Regions from separate parts of the Mus musculus genome. Here region 2 is linked to region 1. Evidence: chromatin contacts called from public promoter capture Hi-C data. All regions are on one chromosome and are shown on one strand. The core of a region is the stretch at or near the end of the contact, and the rest is flanking DNA. Distances in the headings are between cores, read along the strand shown.

The links. Capture Hi-C pulls out chosen DNA fragments and counts their contacts.
Region 2: a promoter capture Hi-C map of pancreatic islet shows a contact between it and region 1. The contact joins two enhancer-like sites. A contact is called at or near these places in 3 of 115 datasets of contacts at active chromatin or transcription factors (embryonic stem cells and pancreatic cancer cells) and 2 of 9 other capture datasets (liver and pancreatic islet).

The regions. Positions count from the first base shown.
Region 1 is chr6:54,945,299-54,948,225 of GRCm38.p6, reverse strand. It overlaps Nod1 (nucleotide-binding oligomerization domain containing 1), which reads left to right. Exons shown (of 12, transcript NM_172729.3): 3 at 103-277. Among named protein-coding and RNA genes, the nearest start is that of Nod1, 26 kb to the left of the region's middle. Within about 2 kb of position 1,510, at least 31 of the 459 cell types and tissues checked have an H3K27ac peak or open chromatin away from gene starts, as enhancers often do. A contact at or near this core is called in pancreatic islet, where this site is marked.
Region 2 is chr6:55,120,651-55,123,414 of GRCm38.p6, reverse strand. The region is part of intron 2 of Crhr2 (corticotropin releasing hormone receptor 2); the gene reads left to right. Among named protein-coding and RNA genes, the nearest start is that of Crhr2, 11 kb to the left of the region's middle. Within about 2 kb of position 1,469, at least 2 of the 459 cell types and tissues checked have an H3K27ac peak or open chromatin away from gene starts, as enhancers often do. A contact at or near this core is called in pancreatic islet, where this site is marked.

The DNA of each region.
Region 1 (2,927 bases), core at 261-2,760:
AGGCTACTGCTACAATTCTAGTAGCTGGGTGCACCAGGATCCTTTTGACAGGAAGGTGTCCTTCACACCAGCGTATGCTCTTAATGCGTGTGTTGTCTGTAGGTCCGAAAGATCCTTGACCTGGTGCAGAGCAAAGGCGAGGAGGTGTCTGAGTTCTTCCTCTACGTGCTGCAGCAGCTGGAGGATGCTTACGTGGACCTCAGGCTGTGGCTCTCAGAAATTGGCTTCTCCCCTTCCCAGCTCATTCGGACCAAAACTATCGTCAATACTGACCCAGGTAGGAGTCATCGCGGCGGGACTACAAGCTGGAGTACAGGGCCAGGCACTGGAAATGCTGTGGGCATAAACGTGTAGCCAACCAGCAAGGGCAGGCACCCTGGTGGCTTTAGGCTCTACCTCACCCAGCAACACCCCAGTGTTCCTTCCATTTTGGAAAGAAGAGATGGTCCCTGACATCAGAGCACAGACTAGGTGCTTGCAACTGAACCAAACATGTGGAGCGACTCTGTCTGTTCCCTTTTTCTTGCTTTGGTTTTAGGGATGGAACACTTGGCCTTAGGCATGCTGGGCCAGTGCCTTACCATTGGTTTACATCCCCAGCCCTCTTCTTGTAGCTTGTTCTGGGCCCCCACAAATTATGGAAACAGCCTTTGTTCTGAGTGCTTGCTCACTGCCTCTTCTGACTCGGAGATAGCAGTTTTGACACTGTGGGCTTTGTTTGTTTGTTTTTTCAGTGTGTTCTGGGAAGGCTAAGATGCCACTCAGTGGTAATGTATTTGCCTAGCATGCATAGCTCTGAGCTCAACCTTCAAGACACAAATAATAATAATAAAAAGAAATATACCTTTCCAGAAACAAAACTGCCAGGTTTGATTCTAGGTAAAGTTCTTTGGTCACTCAGGAGCCAGTCCATGTTTTCAAAGTGCTATAGATTTCATTCATTGACCACTTAGCTCCATAGTTTTTAGTGATGCACCCAACACATGCTGAAGCACTGTGCTGGATACTGAGGGTGCAGTGATGCCCAGGCATAAAATGAGCTGTCTTCCAGGAGTTCAGAGTCTATGGCAAGGTGACCAGGGCAGCAGCAGCAGCGAAAGGTACAACTGATGGGGGCAGAGTCTGCTCTGGGACAGGATGATCTGTTCTAACTTTGTGACACCTATTGACATCTACCAGGAACAAGGGCCCCCCCCACCGGACCCCCCACTCCAATTTTAGACCCCAGTTTGACCTGGGGTTCTAGTCACTTTACAACTCCATGACAAAATGTCTAGAAAAGCAACCTCAAGAAGAAAAGCTCTGTTTTAGTGTCTCAGTCCACGGTTGCTTGGCTCCTTTGTCATTGGGCCTAAGTGGGGCTGAAGCATTATGGTGGACGAACATGGCAGAGAACTGCTGCTCTCTGACAGCAGTGACAGACAGCAAGGAGCCAGGGACAAGATACAGTGACCTGCCTCTTCCCATTAACCCCACCTCCTAGTTTCTGCCACTTCCCTACAATTTCATAAGATTATGAAACTGTCAGTGGATTCATTTTGGTGAGGTCACAGCCTTAAAGATTCATCACCTACCCAAAGCCCAATGTCTGGCCCTGTTATTGGCCTTCATAGGCCATGTCAGATTCAAGACGTTACACTTGGAAACAAAAATAACCTTCCCAGAGAGTGAATGTTTACAGAGAATAAAGCCAAGCAGCAGTGCCAAGGCTGAGTTTGCTCCTGTAGCCCAAGGTGCCAGGTGTCCTTAGGCAGCCTCTTGCTCACATTATTCTTTTCCAGCCTGCCTGCCTGCCTCATTTCCTGTGTGTGTGTGTGTGTGTGTGTGTGTGTGTGTGTGTGTGTGTGTGTACACATTTATTCCACGCTGAGTGGTTCTCTCAAGGACTTCTCTTTTGGTTCCTTCAGCCATGACTAGCATGTAGAGAGTAATTTATTCTACATAATAGAATCATATTGCAAGATTTCACATCAATGAATGTCCAGAAAAAGCACATTTATAAAGAGGAGAAGCCCACTGGCAGTTGTCAGTGTCTGGAGTTGGGACAGAACAGAGGCTGGCTACAAATCAGCTCCAAACACTTTAGGAAGATGATAGAAATTTCTAGAATGAACTATAGTTGCACTTATTAAACTCTAAATTTACTAAAACTTAAATGAGTATATTATGTGATTAGTAAAATTTCTCCAATATAAATTATTATGAGTTAGACCCAAGTAAGCTATAAATAACGTACAATTAACTTTAAACTTCTTTTTTTAAAAAATGAGGATTTGTGTTTTGGGAGCAGGATCTACCAGTATAAGCCCATGCTGGTCTTGAACTCTTGATCTTCCTGCCTCAGACTCCTAAGTAGAGATTACAAAGGTGGGCCACCATAACCATCCCTCTTTACAAATTTTGAACAGTTGGACTAAATTGATGGGGTGAATCCAGGAGTGTGCATATGAGTATCTGGATTTTTGTTAATTGGATAATTTAAATTCAATAACTATTTTAAAGGACCGTGTAGAACACTCTTTTGTTTGGCATAAGCCCCATTTTTTGGTCATTCAGGTTCGATGGGAGCATAGACATCGTGGAGCATACTGTGGCATCTCTGCCTCTTGGGGCAGGTTGGGGCTCACCCTTGGGGCTTACACAGAGCATCTGTGCCCCAAGGTGCTCACCCTGGGAGCCAGCGGTTGCACTGTGTTAGCTCTGCATGTTTGATGTGATGTTTGAGGCTAGGCACAGCTCCTTTGCAAGTCAGATTAATGCCCAGCCTTGTATTTTTATAACCAAACATTTTGACGTGCAGTTCTGTCGGACCCTTATTCAAGAACAGTATTACAAAGCAAAGAACGGCTGGGGTAACTTCCCCCCATACAAGACTCTCAGTGCAGACTTACTATTCTAACAGGACTGTGGACTGGGATGGGGCAGCA
Region 2 (2,764 bases), core at 220-2,719, 180 kb before region 1:
GTGTTCAGGAGCCTAGAGAGGGGATGACCCTTCTGCTTTCAAACTCAGCCAAAAGGCAAGACTAGCAGAAGGTGTAAAAACATCTCTGGTTGCCGTGGCTACAGGCATCACCCCAGTATGGTCCTGTGAAACAGCAGCCAGGCTCTGGGCTCTGACCCTCTGAGGTTTCCAGAAGCTGACTCACACAGTGAGGGGAAGTGCTGCGGAAGGCGGAGTTGATAGCTCTAGGGAGACATTTCGAGGGCCCCACCCTCCCTCCCCAGACTTCCAAAGGGCTGGTTCACAGAAACAGCATGGAAAGAGGACTTGGGAGAGGGAGGGTGTCCTATGGCTCAGAACCTGTCAGGGCTCAAGGGAACAGGAGTGCTGGCCAGCCCTGGACATCCAAACACAACCTGAGGCAGACATAAAGAGGTTAAATCCCACCCCCTGCACCTCTGCTGTGGGGCTGTGCAGAATGAGACCAATCTTGTCCCAGCTCCTCCATGCAGCAGCTGTGGGGCTTTAGGCAAGACACCTGTCTCTAGGAGTTTCCTAGACTACTGTGACAAAGCACTGGACTGGGGTGACTTGATGGATTCAAACTCATCTCCTCCCTATTCTGGAGTCTGGAAGGGCATGGCCAAGGGTTGGCTTGGGTTGGCTACTCCAAGGCCTCTCTCTGGACTTTCCTGTCCTCGGGTCTTCCCTCTGAGAGAACCTGTCCCACCTTCTTAGAAGGCCACTCATCTTAAGAACTGGGCCTGCTGGCCAAATTGCATCCATATTTGAATCACCTCTGTAAAGAACCCAGACCCAGTGAAGACCACAGTCTTAGTTATTGGGACTTTGGATTACAATGTGAGAATTTGGAGGGATAGCACTCAGCCTACATCTCTGTTTCTTCATCCATTAGAATTAGGGTTTAAGTCTATCTAATAGGCACACTTTGGCAGAGGGGACAGACAGCATGGGCCATGCCTAGCAGACAGGAGTGCCATCCCTTCCTGCACTTTGTCATCAGAGGAAACACTGCTGTTCAAAGACACCCTGGCCTCTCCCTGCCCTCTGCTTGAAAAGGTGGGACAGATGCCCCACCCCCAACCTGAGATGGGGGAGAAGGCCATCCTCTTAGACACCACCCTCCCTGCCCCATTTTTAAGGCTTCTTTCCGTCTGCTGACAAAACCCACTGGCACTATTTATACAAAATTTGGTTGAAAAACCCTTTTGACTCATCAGATAAGAGTTCGTCTCAGTTTGGCGGGAGCCTCGTGCCCCTTAGGAGTTCACAGTCCACAGAGTCTCACCTTGCTTATTTATTTGTTTTTGTTGTTGTTGTTTTGAGGTCTTTTTCATTTTGTTTTGTTTTCACCAGAAGCGAGCTGTGATTGTGGCCACAGCTTTCTAACCTGTGCTTCTCTCTAATAACTGCGAGTGACTGCTTCCTTGTGTCATTAAATATTCATCCAGCGCATCGCTGGTGACGCTGCCTAGCAGCCACTGTGAGGACACATCATCCCTCATTAGCCACGGCCCTGGGGTGGACACGGGCACTGTTAGGATGCCTGCTGGGCTGCGGAACCTGCTTCTGTAGTCCCCGAGTGGGAGCGGTCTCTTCTCTCGTGTCCACTAGTTAGGAGAATGTGGAATGACTAAGGGAAGCACAACCACGCTCACCATCGCTCAGAGAATCTTACGTGCGGAAAACTGAAAAGAAAAAAAAAAGAGCGAGGGAGTGAGTGATAAATGCAGCATTCAAGATGGTGCTTCCTCTGGGAAGGCATGTGTGGATAAATATGGGCATGACTGCTAATATCTGTTCCAGATTGGGTGGCCAGCTCATTATGGTCACTGCTATACAAACGCTTCCATTAAAGAAAAGACTATAAAAGTTAGACTGTGTATGTGGGCTGATGATGACAAGGGACTGTAAATCAAAGACTATGACCAATTGTGCTGTATGCCCCTGTGGTCCAAAATAAATGAAAAAATCCACATAGTCAGGAGAGCAATTATAACTTCCAGCAAGCCCTTAATGGAATATTTCTATTTTATTCATCACACATGCAATTACATATATTTGGAAAATGCCTGGAAATTATTGGGAGGCATATTATTTATTCTATTCAGAGACAATATAAGGGTCCAAAGGCATCCAAGGAATCTTTTAAGTAACTTTCCAACTCAAGATGCATGGATACTCATACACAAAGACACTCGTGTGTGTACACACACAGAGGAATACTACTATTAGTTAGAGGGGCAGGGAGTCTGGCCAGGGAGACAGAACCCTGGGTATTTCTCAACCCTATGGCTAAGGAACTTGCTTGGTTTTTGTTTTCTGTTTTCCCCTGTGTAATGGACAACCATCTCTGGAACACTCTGACGGGTGTTGGAGACTCTGGGGGAAGTTAGTGAACAGGCTTGCCCACCCATGGAGCCTCATGTAAATAGAGTTGGCTAAGTCCAGGTTGGTAGAACTTTGTTGAGAACTAGAGCACTCCCTATAAATAGGGAAGCATCTTGAGCAGTAGGGGCAGAAGAGGTAAGACCACAGCTGCATGCTTACGGGAAGGGAAAAGAGGCTGCAGGGCATTCTAAATGGTGGGCAGAGCATGGCAGAAGCACAGAGCACCCAGCCAGCAACAGGTGAAAATGGGGCGAGCTCACCAAGTGTCTTCTTTACAGTGCCAAAGACACTGGCCCCACCCTGAAGGCTATGCAGAGCTAATCCTGAAAGATGACATGACCACAATTGTAAAGTCTTCTCATCTTCCCTGTGA